Regions from separate parts of the Macaca mulatta genome. Here region 1 is linked to region 2. The links are chromatin contacts, called in public Hi-C maps. All regions are on one chromosome and are shown on one strand. The core of a region is the stretch at or near the end of the contact, and the rest is flanking DNA. Distances in the headings are between cores, read along the strand shown. Region 1 overlaps LIMCH1 (LIM and calponin homology domains 1). Region 2 holds the start of LIMCH1 (LIM and calponin homology domains 1).

What was found. A called contact is a pair of places that touch in the nucleus more often than the background predicts.
Region 1: a Hi-C map of fetal cortical plate shows a contact between it and region 2, with 2.0 times the contacts expected there. The contact joins the enhancer-like site here to the promoter of LIMCH1 in region 2. A contact is called at or near these places in 2 of 14 Hi-C or Micro-C datasets (fetal cortex germinal zone and fetal cortical plate).

Annotation. Positions count from the first base shown.
Region 1 is chr5:40,871,243-40,877,961 of T2T-MMU8v2.0, reverse strand. The region is part of intron 9 of LIMCH1 (LIM and calponin homology domains 1); the gene reads right to left. Among named protein-coding and RNA genes, the nearest start is that of PHOX2B, 130 kb to the left of the region's middle. Within about 2 kb of position 3,446, at least 11 of the 40 cell types and tissues checked have an H3K27ac peak or open chromatin away from gene starts, as enhancers often do. A contact at or near this core is called in fetal cortex germinal zone and fetal cortical plate, where this site is marked.
Region 2 is chr5:40,606,912-40,613,083 of T2T-MMU8v2.0, reverse strand. LIMCH1 (LIM and calponin homology domains 1) reads right to left here and starts at 4,333. Exons shown (of 26, transcript XM_078003355.1): 1 at 4,198-4,333. The coding sequence starts at 4,293.

The sequences.
Region 1 (6,719 bases), core at 2,197-4,696, 270 kb before region 2:
GCATGAACTTGGGGAAAAATGGGAAGCTTTTTGTTACTGTTCTTTTTTCTTTAGCACATTAGTACCCAGTAGACACTTAATTTGTTTTTGACTGACAGGGCAGAAAATTGAGCCACCAAGAAACTGATTTGGGGGAAAACAAATGAATGCAGCTGTGTGACACCACACCTAGAATGTGTAACAGATTACAAAATGTAAGGAATTCTTTCTTCAGGGCTGAGCTAACCTGAAACATCTGGGATAGTTTACGACCACTCATAGGATGGTCTTAAACTATTCCATTCCCGTGGTCCTCCACTGCCAGGAAGCTTATCGTACCCTGCACCTTTCCATCAGCAACCCTTTCTTCCCTCTTCCATCCTCCTGTCTCTCCATCTCCCAACTCTTCTTTTTCTTTTTTTCAAGAGACAGGGTCTTGTTCTGTCACCCAGGCTGGAATGCAGCAGTGCAATCAGAGCTCTCATACCCTAATTTAGGAGCAGATCTTCTGCTTGAACCCCTGAAGTCCAAGAGCAACATTCTTTCCACTTTTGGACAAACCAAACAGTCCTGGGCTCCAACCTCCCCAAGCTTGGGCAGATTTTTTGGAATAAAATATTCATGTTTATGCAAATGGCCCTGCCAATTTGCGATGCCAATTTGAGCAGGGAGAATCTGGTCCCTTGTGCATCTTGTGAACCCAGCCAGGCTGCAAATTCCCTTGGGTGTTTATTTTTAGGCTAAATGCCCAGTGTGGCAAGACTCATTTCAAAGGATCTCAATTTAGATATGTGGACTTAAAAAAATAGATAAAAAAAAAGAGGGTGAAGAAAGTTTTCATACCATTGGCTATCTGAAGACACTCCCCACCCACTTGAAAAATTGTCACAGTGACTGATTTTCCACTAATTGCTTGAGTCTTTTAAGTTCAGAGCTTCAAGGCAGATTCATGGAGAGCAAAACATAATGATACAAGTTTTGAGCTGGCCCTGTTGGCCTTGAAATAATAAATAATATGTATAAGGTAGATATGTAGGATTGTATTCACAGGCATCTAGGTATCAAAATATTTAAATGACTTTTATAATGTGCTTTTTTTTTTTTTCTTTGAAGGACCTTAAGAGCAGTCTTTTGTGAAACTTGGGTCTGTTTTACTTTATTTTTCAATAACTACAACTCTTAGTAGCTAGAACATTCCAGATACACTAATTTTCATGACAACCCTGCAAAATAGGAATTATGATGCCCCCTTTGCAGAACAGAATATTAAGGTCTCTAATTCAAGCCATCTGAACTCAGGTAAATTAATTGAAGTATACTCAAGAGGCAGGCCCAGGCTGTCTGGATTTATATTCATGAGAAGGTTTGGCACTTTTATTTCATCCAAGTCACTCATAGATGAGTAGCTTTGGGAAGAAGGAGTTGCTTTGGGGGCACAGCTCACTGTTTCATGTGGAAGGAATACAGCACAATGTGAAATGAGAAATGCCAAGCCCTGCCTCCAACTGGCGATCCTGCACAGCCTTACCTAAAGAAAGGCAGGCTAGCTATCTTGGTAGGAGAGATTATGGGTCCAAAGCAGGTGAGGGAGAAGAAAAGCTCTTGTCTCAACGTTTCTGAGGCTTACATATTTCAAAATGAATGAGATAATGATTTAAACTAAGGAAGAGCTGGCGTTTTCTTTCACCCAGTTTTACTTGGCAATGCATAAGCAACCAGCTTAGATTGGTAGCTAGTGTGTTCCAATGAAGGAAACTCTGCTCTCCAAAAAAGCCTCTTAGTCCCCCTGGGAATGTTCTGGGTGACACTGGAAACCTCCCTGTTCACCCCATCTCCAATCAGGGCAGCTGTTTGGTCAGTGCACAAGTAATTGCGGTTTTTGCCTTTAAAAATGGCAAACCCACAATTACTTGTGCACCACCCTAATACATCCAGAGTCACAAAGGTTCGTGCAAGTTACGTGCCTGGCTGGTCCCCGATACCCGAGGATCTGTTCAGCAGCCATGGTGAACTGGCATCTGGTAAGGAGGACTGTAGAGGAATCCATGTCTGGCACTTAGCTGCATCTGCTCTTCCTCTAAAGATTTCTAAAATGTCTATTGTTCCTCGGAGGTTTTTTTACACCCCCCACCCTGCCCCCCGCCTAGTTTTCCCCTCTGTAATTAATTACTACGTGGTTGAGAAGATCCACAGACTAGCAGAAAGCAAGCACTGAGTGCTGAAACATATGAAAACAATTAGAAAAGAAGTACAATCACATGAAACCTATAATTCAGTTCAAAAAAAAGTTTACTTCTCCAGTGGGAAACACCAAGTAAAAGAACTCAAATCTCTATGGCATTTTAATTCAGGGGAAGTGCATCTTGGTTCTTATTTTATCCTCTTAAAAACAGAAATCTTGGCTTCTTTGGCAGACTCTGATATTTGGGGGATAATTAAGTTAGCGCAACCATAAAATAAAATAGAAGAAAAAGTAATTTATATACTTCTTCCCTTCAGTGGAAACTCTAATAAATATTAAACTCCACACATTTATTAAGAAGTCCTACTTTCCGTCTCTTGATGCTAAGATACTGCTAATATATTGTTTGACAGGAAGCTTGGGACTTCTAGGTTTTTGACCTCATGTGAAAATGAAATAACATGCGCCTTTGCTCCCGTTTGTATATTGTCTTAAAGATAATACGAGTCTCGCTCTGTTGCCCAGGCTGGAGTGCAGTGATGCGATCTCGGCTCGCTGCAACCTCTGCCTCCCGGGTTCAAGCAATTTTCTTGCCTCAGCCTCCAAAGTAGCTGGGATTACAGGCAAATGCCACCATGCCTGGCTAATTTTCTTGTATTTTTAGTAGAGACAGGGTTTCACTATGTTGGCCAGGCTGGTCTCGAACTCCTGACCTCAAGTGATCTGCCCACCTCAGCCTCCCAAAATGCTGGGATTACAGGTTTGGGCCACCGCACCCAGCCTAGCAAGGTGTTTAAGAATACTTGGGAAACAAGCAAACAAAAAACAGTCTACAAAAGAAAGCTTTGTTGTTCATCTATATGCTCCTCCCCTCGGATATGGCTCTATTATCTCATTCATCTCTACAAACATTTCTCAGCTGAGAAATGGGCCACAACAAGTGGTCCTCTTGTTGGGTGCAGAGACGTGCTGGCCAGAATTCATCTGGATGTCAAAGACAGAACACTGAGATTAAAATGCCTTGAGAGGTATCAGTGTTTTTCAATGATTTAAATTCCTATTTTTCAGACACCAAGAGTCCTTTTCTTCTTCATGATACTTCATTCCAGTTAAGCTACTTTCTGCCACATTAAAAGCAGGATCCCAAATGTGGATAAACTTAGAATGACTCTCAACTCTTGTGGCATGCAAAAAAGTAAGTGACAAAGACGTAGACATGCCAGGCTGGTGGCATGCTATGTGTAAAACCTTTATGAGGGAGCTGGCTGGCAGCTGAAAAATCTGCCTAACAAATGAATTCTGGGTGTTTGGAGCAGCTGTGTTGTGTTGCTATTGGGAACATTCTCTGAGAATATGCATAATTATCCAGAGCCCAATTTTAAATGCTAAGTCAGAAGATCTGAGGCAATGACATTAACTGACCTGCAAATTTCTGCATATGAGAGCTAACTTGAATGAAATAGGTTAAAATTAAGCCAGATAACAGGAAACGTGAATGGAAGTGAAATAAACAAAGATAATATATATTCATTAGAATTACATTTTTAAACTATGATTTGATGTTTGTACAGCGAATGGGAATTGTCATAAAAGAGTTCAAAGTTTTTAATAAAATAAACGTCCCAGTTACTGAAGTGGCACAGTACGTGTATGGACTTCCCAGTCTTTGCCCCACTTCTCTTCTCTACATGACCATTATTCCTGAGTGTGCTGAATTAGTTTAACGCAGCTCCCCCTCTTCTCCCCCTGCTATTTTAGATACTCTAAGGATGATGGTATCCTTGGTAAACACTAGCTTAAAGACTTTACACATGTGATATAAACGAAAAATGTGTGTCAGAGACAGGAAGATTAAAATTTCACATAAGTTCATATTCTTATCTGTATCACTTATTACCTACTACTATGTCCTTAAAGGCAGAAGTGGGAGAGGTCTGAAAAATGGTACCTAGTGAGGAGATATTATTCCCCTCACTATTATTATTTTTGTCTTCTCAGCATCTAGTCCGGTCTCTGGTACATGGGATATGGGATGCTCAAGGGATGCAGAAAAAAAATGTGTCTGATAAGGTCTCTGTATCAAAACTTTAAAAAATCTGGATTTTTAAAAAAGATTTTATTATATTACTCTTTATTATTTAATAAACTCAGAGAGCTTTTTGTAACATAAGCACAATTTTATGTTAGAATATTCTAGAAGCACATACATGTTTAGAATATGCATGATTATCTGTAATATACCACACACAAGGAGGAAGTATATCCTTAGTTTTTTTTTTTTTTTTAATACAAAGGTACTCTAGAATTAAATTTATGTAACTCAACACTGGATATTTTAATTAAGACCTGGACCACATAAAAAACCACATGTGGAGTTGTACAGAGAAACAGAAAATGTGTGAGAGGAAGATGTGGTGCTGTGGTCAGAGCATCCGAATCTGGTCACCAGGTTGGTAGTGACCACCTTTGCAAGTCACTATCAATGATCCTCAGCTCACACTTCTGGAAGATGGGTATATCAGCCACCTCTTAGACCAGCCTGGCCAACATGGTGAAACCCTGTCTCTACTAAAAATCCAAGAATTAGCCAGACGTGGTGGTACACGCTTGTAATCCCAGCTACTTGGGAGGCTGAGGCACGAGAATTGCTTGAACCTGGAAGCAGAGGTTGCAGTGAGCCAAGATCGCACCACTGCACTCCAGTTTGGGTGACAGAGTGAGACTCTATCTCAAAAAAAAAAAAAAATTAAACAGCAAGTGGCAAAGGAATTTCAACTGTCAAATTATTATGAATGTCGATTTGTAAAATACATTTTGGCTGCATTATTATTTGTTAGGATCATTGCGGTTATTTTATAAAAAAAATTAACCAGCTTCTCAAAACATTACAGAAGAGTGTAGAACTATAGTTTTCCTTGGCTCTGATTGCTGAAGGTCTCCATCTCACATGTAATATGAAGCTATCAGGACTGGATACTAGTACCTTTGTTAAAATTAAAGAGAAGTAATTACTCCATTCTTTGTTTTTGAATCAACATGCTTTAGAAACTAAGGAGTCAAATAAACCCAATTCTACTTAGTACTCTCTTGGGACAAGGAAAGTAAGTGGATTTTTGTAAGGCAGCCACTCCCTAAAGAGAGTGTTCCCCATTTCAAAGAAACAGACTATTTTTCTAGTGATGTGTAAAGTAAGATATGAGCCATTTAGGAGTAGCGTGAAAATTAACAAGCCACAAACAATAGAAAAATACAATGTTATTGCTAGGTAAATCCTGCAGCCCACACATGCCTGACCACAAATACATGACGAAGACAAGGTCTGCACCCAGCAGTGAGGAGCTCACTCTTCACATTCATTTAAAATACCCAGGAGGTACTTAGCAGAGACATGCCTGAAGGCAAAGACTATCGTCTATGTGCTCAGAGGAGGGAACAGTGATGCAATAGGAAAAGCGGGAAGTGGAAAAATAAGATGAAAACTCCAACTCTCTAGACAGATTTCAAACCCCCAGGCATGCAGAAAGCCAGTCAGGCCAGCCTTCAGCCCAGAGCTGACCTGGCAAAGCGCTGTGCTGCTGGCATGACCTTGATTCCAGCTTGCTCTAGCCTTTTGCGCTTTTGGATCTCAACAGCATCTTTTTCTTCAGACTTGGGAACTGGGGCCACCACAGCCCCGTCTGAAGAAGGGTGCTCCTTATCACTGCCGTCGGGTAATTCACACCCACCATTGGAAGGCTTCCAACCAGGATTCATTTGGCCAGCTGGGTCGTCTTCACCAGCAGACCCCACTTCACTCCCCTCTTCCTCTATCGTTTCAGGAAAGCTAGTGAGTTGGATGATACGGTTTACCAAACTAACAGACTGGGCTGGGAGCAGACCCCATGTCATCTCCCCGCTATTCTGACATTACTTTCCCTTTAGAAAAGGAAGTCATAGCAGACAATATAATGTGATAATGTGAAGAAAATTCAAGGCAACCATTTAATTTATACAATGCATCATACCCACAACACTGAGAGTTATCCCAGACTTGATAATGAAAGGCAAAAACCTTTTCTGCTGGAAACGTAAAATTCATTAGTTTGTTCAGCAAATTAAAAATTGTAGTAAAATCTTTATTCAATGGAAAATAATAGTACAGATGGACTATTAGACAAGTTTATTTTATTGTAAGATTCTTGAAGGCAGGGACTCTGCCTTATTTGTTATTGGGTCCCCAATGCCTATCATGTAGTAGATGCTCAATAAATACTTGCTGTATAAATGAATAAATAAATAAATACAAAAGCATAATCAGAGATTAAGGAAAACACTGTTTCTCTAAAGAGATGAGAAATCCATTTATTATGACTATTTCTATATGTGATTGTGAACCATATTCCATGTATCACATATTTGAGCTTATATCAGATTAATTTAAGCCTAAATTTTTAAAATATCTTTTTGCATAAAGATAGGAATCTTTCTATGCCTAATCTGACAGGATTGAGAGTCAAGCAGTCTCTGCAGAAGGACACGGATGACAGATTTGCTCTCAATGTCCTATCAACAGAATTGG
Region 2 (6,172 bases), core at 3,084-5,583:
CCAAAATGAGAAACTGATCCCTTCCAGCACTAGTTCTCACTCTTGTGAAGTATGGATTAGGTCACCAATAAGATTGTATTCATCACCAAGCCCCATGGGCACACTCTGATTGAAGGTAAAGGAGTCCAGGAACTTCTCAAGTTGAGAAATAAGGCTGAGTTGGGTTGAAATTTCCAGTCCCTCCCTAAAGGCCTGGGAACCTGTTCCAAATCATAACCGAAACCAAGCTGAAGGACATCTGTTTCTTCAGAAAGTGTTTGGCATTGAAAAGAAGAACCACAGATTAGAACAGATAAATATTGTTGTGGGTGGTGAGGCCAAGAGAAGCGGGGAATCAGGAAAATCAGAGTCATCTAACCTACCAATAAACTCTTGTAACTCAATAAATGCCACCAGAAAAAAAGAAGGAAAGAATAAAAGAAGGGAGGAAGAGGGAAAGCAAATCAATGGAAGAATTACTCTTATTCCTAGCAGTTGACACAACTTCAGTGAATAAAACTCTGCTGCATTTAGATGAACATTTGGACCCATTATTTGTATAATGATTTAATATTAGATCATCTACAAGAGGAGAGGCATTGAACATTCTGCTAGGAGTTTGGTAACAAAGATTACACATTAAACTTACATATTCAGCATAATATTGAGGAATAATTTTCTAAGCTTTGATGGACTACCAAGATCATTTTATGAGTAGATATTAAAGGTTTTTCTCTGATCCCCAAGTCACTTTTAGTGCAAATTAGAGTGACATGTAGCATCTAGTTAACTTCTACTCCAGGTATCCAGAGTTAACAGAGTGAGATAACAGGATGAAATCAGTAGGCAATTAAATCATATTTTCTACCCTGGAAATTTGGTATTCTGAATCATTTCTTTCAAAATCAACCTTAGTTGTTATTAACAACGGAAAAAACAATAGCAATAGCAATAGTAGTAATAATGAGCATAATGATAATAGTAGTAGTAAAAGTAACAGCAGTGGTAATAATAATGGTACTACTACTACTAACCATACTTACACAGCACTTCCTATGTACTGGGCACTGTTTGAAGCATTTTAAATATATTAATTGATTTAATCCTGACAGCACTCCTATGAAATAGGAGCTGTTATTAGTATCCTGTTTTATGGATGCTCTCAATAATAACTCTTAGTTATTTTGTTGTTACTAAGGCCTTCTAGAAAAGTAGTATGGAAAGAAGTTAGTCACTCCCCTGCCTGCTGCTAGCCAGAGTTACTACTTCAAGTTTGCTGTCTCCTCTAGGAGTCTTCCCAAACACACAGTAAGATGTGCAGCCTGCTCCTACAGCTATAAAAAGTCACTAGGAGTGTTACAGGGCTGTCCCCACATGGTCTGTGACCATCTAGAGCTCCATTAGAGCTTTCACCTTTGCCAGCTAAGGAAGGAGTGAGGGGAGGGGGGCTGAGGTGGGGGAATGGTTCCCAGGCCACATTTCCTGCCCAGTAACATGGTCCTCAAATAGCCAAGGCTGCAGGCCGAGAAATTCCTCACTAACAAGTTACGTCCTGGAGCTGGTTCCCTGAGCCTTTATTAAGAATGAATGTTTTCTTGCCAATCCATGACTCAAGGAAGACCGAGAACCAAGGCGAGACAAGCAGCAAAGTTTGTTTATTAACTTGCTCCACCCAAAGGAACATTTTTATGAAAGGGTGAAATTCCCGACTACTCAAAAAGAAGAAAGAAAAAAAAAAAACCTATGGGAAATTTAATCACCAACTGAATAAAAGTAAAAACAAAGCCCTACCAATGAAGATGTTGCCAGAGACAATGGGGCCCCTAGAGGAGCTGCAACTGTCTCGAGATAACAATCCCCCCCCCTCCCCCGGGAATTCGCTGGCCCTAAGTACTACATTATTGCTATATTAGCTGAGGAATCTTTGTTCACAAGGCAACTGCATGCAAAACCATCTGTTACAACTCCTGGGTTCCCCTGGTTTGCAGACACAGCATTTACATTTCAAGAAGAACCTCTGGGAAGGAAGGGGGAGGTCTCTATCTTTCCCCTGGAGCAATTACCTTTTTATAAAGCCTGGGAGGGGGAAGCTCTCCTTTCCCTGAAACTGAACCCAACAATTGAAAGGAGATAGGCCTTCAATTCAATAATGCACATGCAGCTCGCCTGGGATGCCTGGTCCTAAAGCCACGCATGCCCCATTACGGTTTTAACATTCTTAAATTGGTATGAATGGTAAAGCATCAAGAACAATGCCAAACTGTCTATAGGGCTTAATGAGGCTCTACTTTCTTAAGGAATCTCTTCTTCCTTTTCTTAAACGTGATATTAAAGCTAATACTCTGCACTGCATAATAGCCTGAAATATACTACCTCTTAAAAGCAAACTGTAATCTGGGCCAAAGGAGACATTTTGTATCTTGATTTAGGTGGGGGCTATAGTAATATACATATGTCAAAATTCATGGAGGTGTAAACTTCAGGTGTGTGCACCTTTACGTGTGTAACTTATACCACAATACATTTTTTTAAAAGAGAATATGTCAACGATACTCACAGTTAAGGAAATTGAGAATAAATCACTTGCCTTCAAGAATAGTAAGACTGTTCTCCTTCTAGATCCTCCCCTTACCCCTACCCACACTCGAAATCTCTCCTGAGAATTTTAAAGTTCAAGAACCTGAAAAATAGTTATCCAACTCTGCACCAAGCCAGTAACTACAAATGCTTCCTGTGTATCCTGGGAGCCTAAATATGCAACACAGAGAGAGGCACCTGTCACACGCCAAACCGTTCCAGCCACATATCAAAAATAAAAAAGCCAAGGTCTTTTTCTCGTCTGATGGTGAGCTATGAAATTATGAGACATGCCTGGGGCTTTCAGCAAGACAACCCTCATGTTCATTGTTTTGTTTCTTGAGCCCTATTTTCAAATAGATGTTTCTAAACTCTTAAGTAGCACTCTTGCTTGCGGGAAGCAGGTTAACCCTGTAGGGTACAGCTCTCTGGCTGGAGCAGGAGAGCAACATTAAGTGAGGGTGGTTTCTGCAGGAAGCTCAGCAGGCTTAAATCTGTACTTGGAGCTCTGTTACTCTAGCAGCTTCTTGAGAACCACGATGCTGAACGGAGTAGAGAGTCACTAAGTGACAGGCGGAATTCTGGAAGCTTCAACACTGCTGGGTCATGATTTAGCGGTACACTTCCTCCTCTGAACTACCAGGCAAAGAGGGCTGCTTGTCACTGAGGGAAACAAGGCCAAATTCATACCTTCCACTAAGCCTCCAGAAAGGCCACCCATCGAAGCAGAGGCTCCTTGCACTAATCATAGGGGGGTCACCTTTCCCCTTCATGCTCTTCAAGCGTCCTGAACCCCGCAGACAGGTCATTTCGGGAGCTTGGGGCTACCAAGCTGCATCTACTGATAGATATCGTGAATCAGGATCACCCAGCGAGCGCTTCCTGGACTGAGCCGAGAGCTCCAGTGATTTCTCTGGCCTGCCAACGAGTCATTTAAGAAGTGAAATATGCCAACCAGACCGGGTACCCCGTACTTCGGAACCGACCCTGCCGACCCTGGGATGGAGAGGGGCGGGTGTCGCCAAAGGCTGGGCAGCGTCTATGCGGATGCGTGCTCGCAGGTGGGTCTTGCAGGCTACCCCGGCCCTGCGCACGGTGCCAGCCTCACACCTGACCCGGTGCCAGGAATACAGCAAGAGGCTCCAGTGGGTATGCGCCTCCGTGGAGACACCGCCAACTCCGCTCCGGAAAGGTGCGGGTAGGAGGGCAAGGGGCGAAATGTGGGACCAGAAGCAAGATACCCCGAAATGCGAGCACCGGTGAAGTCTCTGGGGACTCGCGCTTCCTGCGCCTTTGCAACGCTTTGCTAGCACTGCGCTTCCCTTGGCAGCGCCTGGAAGCGGCGCGAGCTGAGATTTGTGAGGCCAGCGGGCAGGAAGGATGGAGGCGCAGGGGATCCCTTCCTGCCCTCACGCGCAGCTAGACTGCAGTGTCCCCTTTCACGCCCACCCTGGCCCGGGATTCCCGTGCCAAAGCGCTAGGGTTTCGCAGCTCGCCGAGGCCCAAGGGGTGACCTGGAGCAGCCGGCAAAAGAAAGCGGGGGGGTTGGGGGAAGGCGAGGCTGGACCTGCGGTCCGAGCGTGCGCGGGTCCGTGGCTCAGGGCGCCAGTGCAAGGCCGCCCGCCAGCCACCCGCACCTACCTCGATCCACTTCTGCGCCTCGGAGAAGGCGGGCTCGGGGGGCGGCTCGGGCTGCAGGGGCTGAAGAGCTTCCAGACCGAGAGCGGGACAAGCCATTTGCGCAGCCCCGCGTCCGCTCGAGCGCCGGGATGAGGACGGCCGCCGCCGCCGCCGCCGCCGCCGCCGCCGCAGGAGCGCGCTCCCCGCCCCTTCCCGCCCGCCGGCCTCCCCTCCCCGCCTCTCCCCGCCCCCGGCCGGCACAGGTCCCGGGAGAGCCGCGAGCTGCTAGAGGACGCCGCGGCAGCTGTTCCCAGAGCCGCCCGGGCTCCAACGCGCCGCGAGTGCCCCGCGGGAGCGAGCGCGGAGACGCCAGGAGCTTCTTCTCCTCCCCACCTTGGCGGGCCGCTCCGCCCCCGGGGAGGGGGGGCACAGCTACTGACTAAAAATAACCCGGAGTGAGCGCTGCGTGTCTCCCTCCCGCTCACACCCGGCCTGGTAGAGGGACTCCACTGGCCGCCCCGCACGTCCCTGCGCCCGGCCGGCTGCCGAGGGGCGGGCTGACGGGTCTGGCCTCGTATGGGAGACGCGCGCCCAGCGGGGCGCACCCGGACCCGGGGGAGCCGGCGCTGCGGCACCCGAGCGGGAGGACTAGCGGGCCGCGCAGCACCTGCAGTCCCTCCTGGCCGCAGAGGTTGGGGCAAGGCGGGGCAGCCCCTGGCCCAGCGCCGGGAAGTACACAGCCACCTGATCTTTTTGTAAAAAGAAAAAGAAAAACGACCCCGATGAGCTTTTCCTTCTCCAGGGAAGCTATCTGTGTCCTAGTCTGTCGATGCAGTCAACCAACAGTCACTGTGTACCTACTATGCGTCAGGCACTGGGCCAGGCGCTGGGGACGCAGAGACGGAAACACACACACACATAACATAGACACCCTACCTTGCCTTCGAGGTATTTACATTGTAGAAGGAATTGAGGGCCGGGACAGACAATAAACATGTAAATCAAAATAATATAATTGTGGCGGGTGTTGTTAAGATAGAAGAGGAGAAGATAATGACTTGGGAAGAAAAAGCGCGGGGTAATTTCCGATAGCCTTCCCCCCTTTTGGCTGGGAGGCTGACCTGTGAGTCCCGGTTCCACTAATGGGAGGGAGGCAGATGGTCAGTGAGCTAAGGAGAGACGTGCATTTATTTATCTCGTCCCTTCCTGCAGGTGGGTAGGGGGTTTCCAGAAGGTTCCCCATCTCCTTTTGTCCCACTAAACCTCCCAGGCCTAGGTATGGTAAAGGCTTCCCCATCCCATTATGGTCTCCCGACCCGGCTCACTTTTTTCTAACCCTTCCTTTAAACTCTCCTCGGCCACTCCCACTTGAGCACGCCTTCTGTTTTGCACTAGAGCCCAAGTGATGATGAAGGAAGGTGTCTGTAAGGAAATGTCCTGAAGAGGTGACAGGAGTGAGGGAGATTTAACTGTGTAACAGTCTGGGGGAAGAATTCCAGATGGATGAGCCAGCAGCAGGCTAGCAAGACTGGAGCTGGTGAGGAGAGCACCAGGCGGGAATGATAGCTTGGGAGAGGCAGGCCAGGTCCCGACTGCGGGTGAGGGGTACACACTACCTTTTAGATTGTTGCCTGGGTATCCCCTGGTAGGCCACCAGGGAGCTCTGACCTATGTGAGCCCGGCGCTGGGACCTCAAGCTAATGGATTCCCCTCTTCAGAATGGCTGCTGACAGGAGATTTCTGACGGTGGCCAGAGGTCACCTGGGTGCCTCAGCCGCTAAATCTCTGTTCCCCATCCAGAATCCGAGTTTAATCTTTGTCCAATTCTGCTGCTATAATAGGGGAATGGAACAAAAAGCAGGCCTAAAATTCCACCATTACCAGCTTTGGAGTCAGACAGGCTTTAGTTTATTTACTTTGAAAACACTTATGTGGCACTTATGCTATGCCAGGCACTGTTCTAAGTGCATTACAAATAATTGACTAACTCAATCCT